Linked DNA regions of Mus musculus: all the other regions are linked to region 3. Evidence: chromatin contacts called from public promoter capture Hi-C data. All regions are on one chromosome and are shown on one strand. The core of a region is the stretch at or near the end of the contact, and the rest is flanking DNA. Distances in the headings are between cores, read along the strand shown. Region 1 holds the start of Zkscan14 (zinc finger with KRAB and SCAN domains 14). Region 2 holds the start of Pdap1 (PDGFA associated protein 1). Region 3 holds the start of Ap5z1 (adaptor-related protein complex 5, zeta 1 subunit). Region 4 holds the start of Psmg3 (proteasome (prosome, macropain) assembly chaperone 3).

Region 1 (2,700 bases), core at 3-2,502, 2.7 Mb before region 3:
TGGGGGCGGAGGGAAGGGCATCTCTCAAATCCACGACTGAAGCAAACTGTATTTTGAGGTGTACCCGGGACTGTCTAGCGGGCCATCTCACTCTAAATCACTCCTGTGGTTCACAACCTTCAGTAATTCTAGTTCTAGGGTATCCGATGCCCTCTTTCTGGCCTCTGGCTGGCCCGGAACTCTCGTAGGCCAGGCTTCCCTAGAACTCACAGAGACCCGCCTGCCTCTACCTTCTGAGTTCTGAAATTAAAGGTGTGTGCCACTAATGCACTTCAAATTATTTGTTTGTTTTTTCAGGCAGGGTTTCTCTATGTAACCCTGGCTACCCTAGAATTTCTCTCTAGACCAGGCTGGCCTCAAACTGAGAGATTTTCCTGCCTCTGCCTCCTGAGTGATGGAGTTTTTTGTTTTTTAACGTGTACAGTGTCTTGCCTGAATTATATCTATGCATCACAAGTGTGCCTACTGGCCACAGGATGCCAGAAGAGGGCAGTCAGATCTCTTGGGATTAGAGTAAGTGTGCTTGTTCCTGTGGTGTCAGAACTAAACTCTGGTTCTCTGGGGTGTTTTTGGTTTTGGTTTAACGTGATTTATTTATTTTACCTGTCTGTTGTGGCACAAGGTTTTAAATCCAGAACTGGGGAGGCAGAGGCAGGCAGATCTCTGTGAGTTCGAGGCCAGTCTAGTTCCCAGAGCTAGTTTCCATAGCCGGGACTATACAAAAAAACCCTGTCTCAAAGAGTCAAAAACAATTTTTAAGTAATTAAAAGAAAAATATACATGTGTATATAGATAGATAGATGTAGATATAGATATAGTTTTACTTTATTTATGGCTGTTTGACCTGCACCATGTTGTGGGAGCCAGTAATTAAACCTAGATCCTCTAAAAGAGCAGCCTGTGTCTTTAACCGCTGAACCATCTCACCAATCCATCTTTTTTTTAAAATTTATTTATTTATATTTATTTTTTTCAAGACAATTTTTTTCTCTGTGTAGGACCCCCTATCTATCTAATCCATCCATCCATCCATCCATCCATCCATCCATCCATCCATCCATCCATCCATCCATCCATCCATCCATCCATCCATCCATCCATCCAATCTGTCATGACTGTCATGACGTGGCCTGCGGCCCCTTTAGTAAAATAAGAAAGGCGAACCATAGAGATGCATCTTAGTCCTCCAGGGCGCTTAGAAAGACCTTACGCAGGCGAGGCCTCTTCCCAGAGGCGGGGTTAATTACGCACTTCCGCTTCGGTTTGTTTTTCTGTCACCTGCCGAAATGAGAACTGAGAAGACCGGGTTCGCGTGTGTGCTGTGTCCGTAGTGGCCTTTTCTGGGCCTCGTTTTTGGAAGAGGGTAGCACTCCGCCTCGGTTTCAGAAAAGGTCCGTGAAGTCATTGGGCTTTGCTCTTCTAGAAAACAAGCTCGACCTGGACGGTCCAGAGGCTCCAATGGCTGCAGGCTCTGGGGTCGTCCCGCCACCTCTCGGTGCTGGGCTTTGTACGGTGAAGGTGGAGGAGGACTCTCCGGGGAATCAGGAGTCCTCCGGTTCCGGAGATTGGCAGAACCCCGAAACTTCTCGAAAACAATTCAGGCAGTTGCGCTACCAGGAAGTGGCCGGCCCTGAGGAGGCGCTGAGCCGACTTTGGGAGCTCTGTCGGAGGTGGCTGAGGCCCGAGCTGCTCTCCAAGGAGCAGATCATGGAGCTGTTGGTGCTGGAGCAATTCCTCACCATCCTGCCCCAGGAGCTCCAGGCCTACGTGCGGGACCACAGCCCTGAAAGTGGGGAGGAGGCTGCGGCCTTGGCGCGGACTCTGCAAAGAGCACTGGATCGGGCCTCTCCGCAGGTGAGACTCGAGTGGACTCTGCATGGCACCAGAGAGATGGCTTAGTGTTTAAGACCCTGAGCTGCTCTTCCAGAGAATGAACTCAGTTCCCAGGACCCCATATAGAGGGGGCTCACAACCATCTGTAGCTCTAGCTTCAAGTGATCTGATGCCATGTTCTAGGCATCTGCATTAACGTGCCCGCGTGCCCAGTCGTGATGATTCAGAGAATACAGCCTGGTTGTCTACACACACACACTTTGAATGAGAATGGCCCCTATATTTGAATATGTTAGGTCCATGAGAAGGCACCTTGGAAAAAATAAATACTCTTGATACTTATTACTGGTTTTGAGATACAGTTTGATTTTTTTTTTTCTTAAAGGTAGAGTCTCACTGTGTGTCCCTATCTGACTTGAACTCATTATATATTATACCAGACTGACCTTTAACTCACAGAGATCCACTTTTACTGTACCTCCAAAGTTCAGGGATTAAAGGTGTGGACCATCATTCCTAGCTTAATTGAAACAGAGCTCGCGTGTGCCTTTTAGAATACAATCTACAATCATTGTCAGTGTAAAAAGTCTAGTTTCTTTTTATTTTTGTTTCCTGTGTGTGACTATGTGTATGAGTGTATGCCACACGTGTAGGGGTGATCAAGGAGCACAGAACAAGGTAGTAGACCCCTGGAACTGGAATCACGTGCTGTTGTATGTTGCCTAATGTGGGTACTGGGCACGTAACACAGGTCAGTCTTCTAGAGAAACAGGAAGCACTCTTCTGATTCATCTCTCCTGCTCGTGAAAAGCTAATCTCAAAATATTCTTTAGATCCTCCCCACAAAATGCCATTTTATACTTTAGC
Region 2 (3,083 bases), core at 458-2,957, 2.7 Mb before region 3:
AGAAGGCCCAGAACAGCTACTCAGCTTCCCTAGAAGGGAACTGTGACACACACGCATTCTCCAAGCATGTGTGAGGTGGGGCCAGAAGGATTGAGAGTTCAAGGCCAGTTTTGGGTATATGGTGAGCTTGTGCCCAATCTAGACTACATAAGACCCTGTCAAGAAATAAAGAAAAGAAAGGAAGAAAGAGGAAGGAAGACAGACAGTAAGAGGGAGAGAGAGAGAAATAGAGAAGGCAAGAGAGAAAGACAGAGAAAGGAAAGAAGGAAGGAAGGAAAGAAGGAATGCACAATACCTTTGGGTATTGAGAGTAATATAAAAAAAATTCTTGGTCTTCACAGTTACAAAGCTGTGTTCTTGTCCAGATTTACCAACTATTCTGTGACTCTGGGGGAGATCACTTTTCTTCTGCAGTCTTCTGTCTCATCTGTAGAATAAAAGCAGTAGATTACACACGTTAAATAGCCGCCAAAAATCTCTCTTTTTAGAACAACAAAGCAGGCCAGTCAAAATCTAAATAGAAACGCTGTTTTCTTCTTCTTCCGATTGCATAAAGCTTTCTAGCTGGCAAAGAGTAACCTATCAGCATAACAGACTCATCTGCTCAAAACTGTCTTTAGTCCCATCCACTGTATGGTGACTGACACTTTACAATCCCCTATTCCCACACCCCTTCTTAACAATTTAATAAATTAAGAATAAAACTCTTAAGACGTGGACTCAGGGTCACATTGCTGACAACCAGTGAGTCTAACAGATTAGAGGCTCCTGACTTCCCCATCAGTGGTCTTTGCTCTGGTTTTTCCAGCGCTTACGTTAAAAGATAGATTGACTCTGAGCCCTTCCCAGGGCGCACAGCCTGATTAGAGAATCACTTTCTCCTGACCTAGGAGGACTCAACCCGAGAGGCTCTCGGGGCCGGGGAGAGGTAAAACGAAGAGGCGATCGGATCAGGAGGAAAGAGGTGTTGTGTTGGGCTGTTTACAGACGTAGAAGAGCGGGAAAAGGGGTGAACAAGAGCGAAGTTACGGAAGGGACAGTGGCAGAAAACTCAAGAGCAGCATCTGAGAAAAAAAGCGGTGTTTAGACAGAAAACGGTCCCGGAAGAGAAAACGACGTGGGAAAAAAACACACACGCAGAGAGAGAAAGAGCGAGCCCCAAGTTTACCATCCCCTGTGCAAGTCATCGGAGACTCCAGCCTCTGCCGCATAAGCAGCTCACACAGCTCTCCTGCCCGTAACCATTGCCAAAGATACGGTACTCGAGAACCGAGCAGAGAAACACTCACCGGAAACTCAAGCACCTAAGGCCGCTGCTTCTTTATTGACGGCTTCCGCTCCGGCGACAAACTCTTCAGAATAAGGCCCTCGCGGGGCCCCGCCCACCTCGCGCGGAGATTGCGTCATCTTAGGTGTCCCTGGCGCTGCCTTTGTAGAATTCCGTAAACCGTACGGCCCTTTTCCTCTCACTTCCTGTAGGGGTGGCCCACACGGCTACGTGTCTCCTCGGACAGGGACACCGGGGAACGCGGATTCCTGGCAGTACATATTCTGGTCAGGAATTCAGGCACCTCCCAAGACAGCCCGGCCTCGGTGTGAGGTCCCAGATCCTCGCAGCCGTGGCGGCGGTGGCGGCGTCAGTGGCGCGCGGAGAGGGAACCAAGCCGGGCGGAAGAAGTCGATTCCAAGGAGTTTCCGGTTCCGGTGTCAGTTCGAGGCGCCGCCGCCGCCGCTGCAGCCGCCGGAGCCGAGATGCCTAAAGGAGGTGAGGGGGTGGGCGCGCGTGGTTCGCGTGGCTTCTCTAGTGGCGGCCGTAGGCGGGCTGCCGCGGACCCCTCAGCCCGCGGGTCTGGGGCCTCTAAGAGATCCGCGCTGAAGGAGGCCATCCCCGTCGCCTCCCAGCCATGCGTGGGCCTCGACGCTCAATTGTCCTGCCTGGGAAGCCGAGGACCACAGTGGTTGAGGGCCTCTCCGTCGGGGATTTTTGAGGAGACTCACGGGTGCTGGGTCCTTGTCCTTGAGGAGAGCAGGACCCAGGAGTCTCGGCCAAGCCTCCGGAGCATCTGAAGTTTGTCCTCCCATTTGGCTGGCCGGAGACTGAGTCACCGCGTCCCGCGCTGGTGCGGTGCCTGGCTGCCTCGAGCATAAAATGTGGCTTTTGTGGAGCTTTTGAGGAGCCACGCCTGCCTCATAATAAGACCTTGACTTGATGATGTGGGACCTGGCTCTGATTCTCTCCTTGCACCGTAGCCACTAAGGATGTGCTTCTGAGCCAGTCGCCTAACTTCTTTGTGTCCCGGTTTTGTCGTTTCCAAAAAGGGGGTTGGGGTGGGGGACATTGATTATATTTTCCTCCTGTTATGAGAGAGGCATAAACTAGGTAGCCCACGTACTCAGCCCAGTGCCCCGCAGCCCCTAAATGTTCAGCTATTACTGTGTGTAGAGACCAAGAAAACAAGTGTTTCCCATCGTACATTGGTTTCACCCCTTAGAATCAGGGGTTTGAATACCAGATATATCACATCTTAAGTCTGTGGCCTCAAACAAAACTTTTCCAGTTCGTTTTCTTCATCTGAACTACAGGGGTATTAATAAGGCTTAGTTGGATGAGTAGGAGACAGGCGGACAGGAGTTACGGTGGCAGAATAAATCGCTCTAAGGGCCTGGCTAGCTCCCAGCACAGAACAGATGTTCAGTAAATGTTGGCAGCTCACGTGTTAAGCCAGTTAATGCAGTGAGCCCACAGGAACATCTGCCTGGAGATTTTCAAGCTTAAATTGCTTCCTGTCAATATTCAGATATTAGGCTCTACAGGGCCAAGTGTGTCTAAATCTAGTTCTCTGCTGATTTATCCTGCGTCTAGAGGAGCACTGTCTTTGTTTCACAGTCTCATCTTTAAAAGGCAAAGGAACTTTTTTCAGCTCCTGACTCCAAGGTTGAGAATTACAGTTCGGCAGTCTTGAATATGAAATCATGGCTAATGGACTTAGTCTTGATTTCTGGGAAGCTTTGCAGGCAGATAAACAAAGCTTGTTTCCTTGCTTGGGCTAACATGAGAAAACAGTGATTAAAAACTATTTTAA
Region 3 (2,847 bases), core at 17-2,516:
CCCACTATGGTGTCCTGACAGGGCTGATGGTTTGCAAACTGCCCCCATTTTGAGCCTGTCTGTCAGGTACTTGAACTTGGTTCTGCACTGTCTCTGCAGGTACCACATGTCCCAGGCCGAGGAAGGTCTCCAGTAGCTTTCCTACCACCCTCGCCTGCTTTGTTTCCTGCATCCTCCACCCAGAGTCTTATTGAGGCACCTAGAGAACAGGCTGGGTGAGCAAAAGGAGATACAAATGGCCCAGGGTTGTACCCAACTGGGGCAGTGATAAACCACAGATGCTATGAGACAGGATAGCGTTATTTTTGTGTTGGCATGAAAAGGTTACTGCTTAAAAATGAAAAGTACCCACCCAGTACTGAAGGCAAAGGAGGGCTGTGGGCCCATGGGGAGACTGTGTGGCTGGGTCACCAACCATTTTCCTAATAGATCTTAAGAAAACTGTCTTTGTTTTTTAATTTATTACATTTATTTATGTACATGTTGGGGTGCTCGAGTGGAGATCCAAAGACAACTTGCTGGAGTTGATTTTCTTCTTCCTCCCCGAGCCCCGGGGGTCGAATCGAGAGAGTCAGGCTTGGTGGCAAGGTCATTTACCTATTAAGTCCCTCTGTCTTCGGAGTACTGTCTTGTTCGTAGACTCCAGACTTTTAACTCTTTCAGGCTCTGGGAGATCCCAGAGATCTTAACCATTCTAAACTTTCCCCACGAGTGGCCCAGCTCAGAGTCCAGATTTGTCCCTTTGCATTTTCAGTTTACCAAATGCATCAGGTCTGGGCTTCGGGTAGTCGTTTCCTTCGCTGAATCACGTACCACCAAGTCTTGGGCTGGCTATTTGGGAAAGAACCTAGACTCTCAGTGCAGGGTCAGCACTAGCATGGACCCAGACACGATGAGGAGGATCCCTTAGCTGAGTTGTGCGCCTCACATTCCACGCAGGTCGCCCTGAGCCCCGGACCCGGCGCCACACGGAGACCCGAACCGTGCAGCGGGACCACCGCCTCCCCGCTCCTCCCCGGCTTCGTCTCACGCCCCGTGGCCCCAGCCCCAGATCGGCAGACCTGGCCTGGTGCAGCAGACTTTCCGCGCCCGCCGAGAACATGCCGACACGGCTCCAAGCCCACCAGTGCCCGAAACGTTGCCGCGGACTTCCGGGATCGTGTCACATGACGTGTCATGTGACCGGACTGTGTCTGCCCTCTTTCGCCCCACCTCTTACCCCCGCCACCACCCTCCCGCGTCCTGGCTGGATCACGTGGGAGAATCTGGAGCGCTAGCTGACGGCTTCCGGTGCCACACCACGTGGGAGGGCCATCCCTCCCACTCCCCCGCGCAAAAGACAGACCAGCTTCCGGTCCTGCGGCAGGTGGGCGGGGCGGGGCGGAGGCCTTGGCCAAAATATTGCAGTACAGAAGCCAGTTCCCGCCTAGCTCCTGGGCTTCTCTCCACGTCAGTCAGCAGCCAGGGAGTCATGGAACCGTGGTCCTTGGAACCCAGAACTCCTGGCTCCGAAACAGTTTCCTTTGATCCCGGAACTGCCAGTGGTAGACTCTAGACCTGGAGAGACTAGGCAGGCACATAGTTTAGCAGTAGGGTGACTAGATTTACCCCAGTGAGAGGCTGGGGGCGCGACTTGGTGGCAGAGAAAGAACATCCTTAGCAAAAGCTGTATGGCAGACACGTTTTATAAATTCTGTCAGGCTCTTTGCTGCAGAAATACCCAATGTCTTGCTAGTCTTGGGTTTTAAGATGAGGCCCTGGCACTATTCACCTATTTGGGTTGGGAGATGGGTGCCTATTGCACACACAGAAAAAGGAAACTGGTAGTAGACTGAGGAGCTGTCACAGTGGGAAAGACACTTGGACCCGTGTCTTTCTGGCTCTTGCCAATCAATACCTAGTGCTCATGGCCTAGTAATAAGCAAGGCTTCAGGGAGAAACGGGCAGAAGTAGAAACGGCTCAGCTGGTAAAAGTGAACATGAGTACCTGAGTTCCATCCCTGGGTGGCCATATAAAAATAAAACCCACACTTGCAGTCCCAGCACTGAGGAAGTGGAGATCGGAGTATCCCTAAGGGTTGCTGGCCGGCCCTAGCTTACTTGGCAAGTCCCAGGCCAACGAGAGATTCTGTCTCAGAGAAGAGGTAGGGCAAGAAAGAAGACTCAGAACCTGAAAGTGATTGACACACAGGCCTGACAGGCTGAGTTTGGGTCCTCAGAAGCTACATAAAACCTGAGCCCAGTAGTGTAAGGATTTGTAATCCCAGCACACCTACAGGAGATGGAGGAGGCAGGAGACTCTCCTGAGGCTGGAGGATAAGCCGCCCTGGCTTATGAGATGGTAAAGAGAATCTGTCTCAGACAAGGTGTAAGTAGCCATGAGGGTGGGCACCTGAAGGCTGTCCTCTGATCTGCTCACGTCTCCTGTGGCCAGTGTACATATGCCTATGCCTCTGCATGTGAACACACACCCCACTTGAGGAACAGCAGCTGAGGTTGTCCTCTGCCTCCACACAAATACACACACAGGTGCAGTCACACCCAAAAACATGTACACAGAAAAAAGGGACAAGTGGGTTGTTTCTCACCTGGCTGAGTGTCAGGATGAATGCCAGGGGCTCTGAGGCAGCCGCCATGGGGTGGTGGCTTGAGTGAGAATGGCTCCCATGGGCTCATATACTTGAATGTTTTGACCCCAGTTGGTGGAACTGTTTGGGAAGGGTTAGGGGGTGTGGCCTGCAGTCAAGTGCCCAAAGCATCCCCCATTAGCTCAACTCTGTCCTGCAGCGGCTGTCTCAATATGTAAACTCTCAGCTACTGCCCCAACCCTATGCCTGCTTGTCTGCT
Region 4 (2,818 bases), core at 28-2,527, 2.6 Mb after region 3:
AATCGTGTTAAGCAAATTATGCCAGTCTCAGAAAGACAGACACCATATGTTTTCTCTGACTGGTGGGGCCTAGATTTTACATAGTCACACTGAACCGTGTGTGTGTGTGTGTGTGTGTGTGTGTGTGTGTGTGTGTGTGTGGTGTACATTTAAGAAAACAAACAGGAAGGAGGGGAGAAAAGGGAAGATAGAGGGAAGGGGGATATGCTCAATTTACAGTCTATAATTTTAAGAAAAAAGTGCTTTGATTTAACAGGTCACCATTAAGAGCACCACTTGTTGCTCTTGCTGAGGACCAGGTTCAGTTCCCATCACCTACATGGCAGCACATAACTGTCTGTAACTCCAAATCTAGGAAACACAACACCCTCTTCTGGCCTCTGTGGGTACTGCATGCACATGACACCATATACAGGAAGGCAAAAATACTCATGCAAATAAATAAACAAACAAACAAATACTGTTTAATTCTTTTAAGTATTCTGCAAGATGAACAATAATTAGTGTAAATGAGACTTGCTCCTCGATACCCACAAGAAAAAAGGAAAAAAATGAAAGAAAGAGGGAAGGAGAAAAAAATGATGGTTGGGATTTGGCTCAGTTTGTGAATGCTTGCGTAGCATACATAAACTCCTGGATGTTATCCCCACACCAGCAAACCATGTGTGGGGTGTGTTCCTGTCATCCCTGCACTTGGAAGGAGAATCAGGAGTTCAATATTTTCCTTGATCAACCTAGGGTACTTGTGACCCTGTCTCAAAAAACAGAAGAGGAGGGGGAGGAGGAGAAGAGGAAAAGAAGGAGGAGGAGGAGGAGGAGGAGGAGGAGGAGGAGGAGGAGGAGGAGGAGGAGGAGGAGGAGGAGGAGGAAATAATCCTAGAACTCGGGAGGATATGTGAGTTTGAGGCCAGCCTGGTCGACATAGTGAGTTCCAGGACAACTAGGGCTACACGGAGATACCGTGACTAAAAGAGGCAAAACTGACAGACAAACAGACGAAACAAGTTACTGTATATTAAGTGTGCCTTAGCCAAAGCCAGGTACACACCAAGTGAAAACAAATATTAAAATATTAATAATATTAAAACAAATATTATTTTGTGTCCACAGCTAGGACACAAAGCTCCCTACACAGGTGGTCAAGCACCGCCACCGAGATCCTGGAGCTCGGAGAGGCACACTGTCCCTTTAACACGAAGCCTGGACGGCTCCTTTGCAGCACGGAACCTTAGGCCCTGGGACTGCCGTGGCCTACGGACCTTAGGCCCAACGGACAGGAACCGGAAGTTCTCGCCGGGACTTCTGCTAAACCATTGCTGGCTTAGTTGCTCCCTGAAACCGCTTTCTGGCGCTGCTGGTGGGGTGAGCGCTGGTTGCCGAGGGTTTCGGTCCCAACTGCTGTCAGTAGTGATCCAGCCATCCCCAGTCCTGCGCCGTCGGGGCTCCCCGGTGAGCTCGGCCGTTTTCCTCATCCCTGATAATCTGGAAGTGGGACAGCTAGTCGCGGGGATGGCGGTCATCGCAAGCAGTGCGGCGGGACAAAGACGCTCACAAAAGCCCGCACGAGCATGCGCGCACTCGCTTTTGGGTTGGGGCGTGGTATTGATAACAGGGTCTCCCCCATGTAGCTCAGGCTGGCCTCGAACTGGGACTTCTCCAGCCTCAGCGTCCCCTGTCCTGGGATGGCAGACATGTGCCACCACGTGCAGCTTGGAATGGGCCGCTTGTCATTTCTGCTGTCGAGCTCCAGGTTGTGTCCGATTCTGATTGCTCCATCCCTTGTTTTCTTTTCTTTTAAAACTAAAGCCTCCGCTGAAGAACGGGACCATGGAAGACAAACCACTGGTAGTATCTAAACAGAAGACAGAAGTGGTGTGCGGTGTGCCCACCCAGGTGGTCTGCACGGCCTTCAGCAGCCACATCCTAGTTGTGGTGACCCAGTTCGGGAAGATGGGTACGCTAGTGTCCTTGGAGCCCAGCAATGTGGCCAATGACATCAGCAAGCCAGTGCTCACCACGAGAGTCCTCCTCGGGCAGGACGAGGTAATGGGAGTTGAGAGCATCTTTTTTTCTGCTGTCATTTGTCCATAGGGATATGGGGTGCCTGATAGGCACAACTCCATACGTACCCAAACTATGCGCAGTGAGCATTTTCCAGGGCCATTCTGGACTGAGGGTGTCCTGGCTGGCTCGAGTGATGCTTTTCCCAGCGTGTTAGCATTTTACTCAACACTCGGGGAGGGATTGATTTTTATGACATAGCCATTTCCTCAGTTTGACCCTGTCCTGATGGCTCTATGTTTATGTCTGCTTCTTGAGTCTTGACAACAGTTCCCTTTGCAGGCCTGTCTGTCTTGATTAGGAGTAACCAGAGAGACGGTAGGCAGAGGTACCAAGGAAAAGTCTTAATACTGCCTCCTGGGCAGTTCCCTCTGTCTGCTTTATGCAGTCCACGTGGTGCTCTGAATCACTGTTGTCCTAGCTTAGGGGGTTTGGGGAAAGCGTGAGACGCTGGCCTAGGTCTCTTAAGGAAAGCATTAGGAGCAGACAGTGTTTGTCCCCAGTGTGACTATACACACCTGTAATCCTTTCAGGGGGAGGCTGCGGCAGAAAAATTGCTACAAGTTTGTGATCAGACTGAGCTGAGGCCAGCTAAGGGATAGACCTTATTCTCCCTGCATAAGCAAAAAAGAAGGAGAAGAAATAAAGCAAACTACTGGTTATGGTGACATGCTGGCTGCTGTAGTCCCAGCACTTGGGAGGTGGGATCAGGAGAATCAGGGTTCAGTTTCATTCCCATAAGGCTTGCTTGGGCTAC

What was found. Promoter capture Hi-C pulls out the DNA fragments that hold promoters and counts their contacts. Capture Hi-C pulls out chosen DNA fragments and counts their contacts.
Region 1: a contact with region 3 is called in a promoter capture Hi-C map of adipose tissue, with 4 times the contacts expected there. The contact joins the promoter of Zkscan14 here to the promoter of Ap5z1 in region 3. A contact is called at or near these places in 2 of 9 other capture datasets (adipose tissue and liver).
Region 2: a contact with region 3 is called in a promoter capture Hi-C map of liver, with 5 times the contacts expected there. The contact joins the promoter of Pdap1 here to the promoter of Ap5z1 in region 3. A contact is called at or near these places in 2 of 39 promoter capture datasets (embryonic stem cells and liver) and 1 of 115 datasets of contacts at active chromatin or transcription factors (bone marrow-derived macrophages).
Region 4: a promoter capture Hi-C map of pre-B cells shows a contact between it and region 3, with 8 times the contacts expected there. The contact joins the promoter of Psmg3 here to the promoter of Ap5z1 in region 3. A contact is called at or near these places in 4 of 39 promoter capture datasets (embryonic stem cells, liver and pre-B cells).

The regions. Positions count from the first base shown.
Region 1 is chr5:145,200,434-145,203,133 of GRCm38.p6, reverse strand. Zkscan14 (zinc finger with KRAB and SCAN domains 14) reads left to right here and starts at 1,252. Exons shown (of 3, transcript NM_023322.2): 1 at 1,252-1,854. The coding sequence starts at 1,459.
Region 2 is chr5:145,138,649-145,141,731 of GRCm38.p6, reverse strand. Pdap1 (PDGFA associated protein 1) reads left to right here and starts at 1,707. Exons shown (of 6, transcript NM_001033313.4): 1 at 1,707-1,765. The coding sequence starts at 1,753. It overlaps Bud31 (BUD31 homolog), which reads right to left and starts at 1,356. Exons shown (of 6, transcript NM_001310771.1): 1 at 1,290-1,356; 2 at 296-427.
Region 3 is chr5:142,462,350-142,465,196 of GRCm38.p6, reverse strand. It overlaps Ap5z1 (adaptor-related protein complex 5, zeta 1 subunit), which reads right to left and starts at 1,266. Exons shown (of 17, transcript NM_172725.2): 1 at 1,062-1,266. The coding sequence starts at 1,102.
Region 4 is chr5:139,825,353-139,828,170 of GRCm38.p6, reverse strand. It overlaps Psmg3 (proteasome (prosome, macropain) assembly chaperone 3), which reads left to right and starts at 1,277. Exons shown (of 3, transcript NM_025604.4): 1 at 1,277-1,449; 2 at 1,807-2,043. The coding sequence starts at 1,828.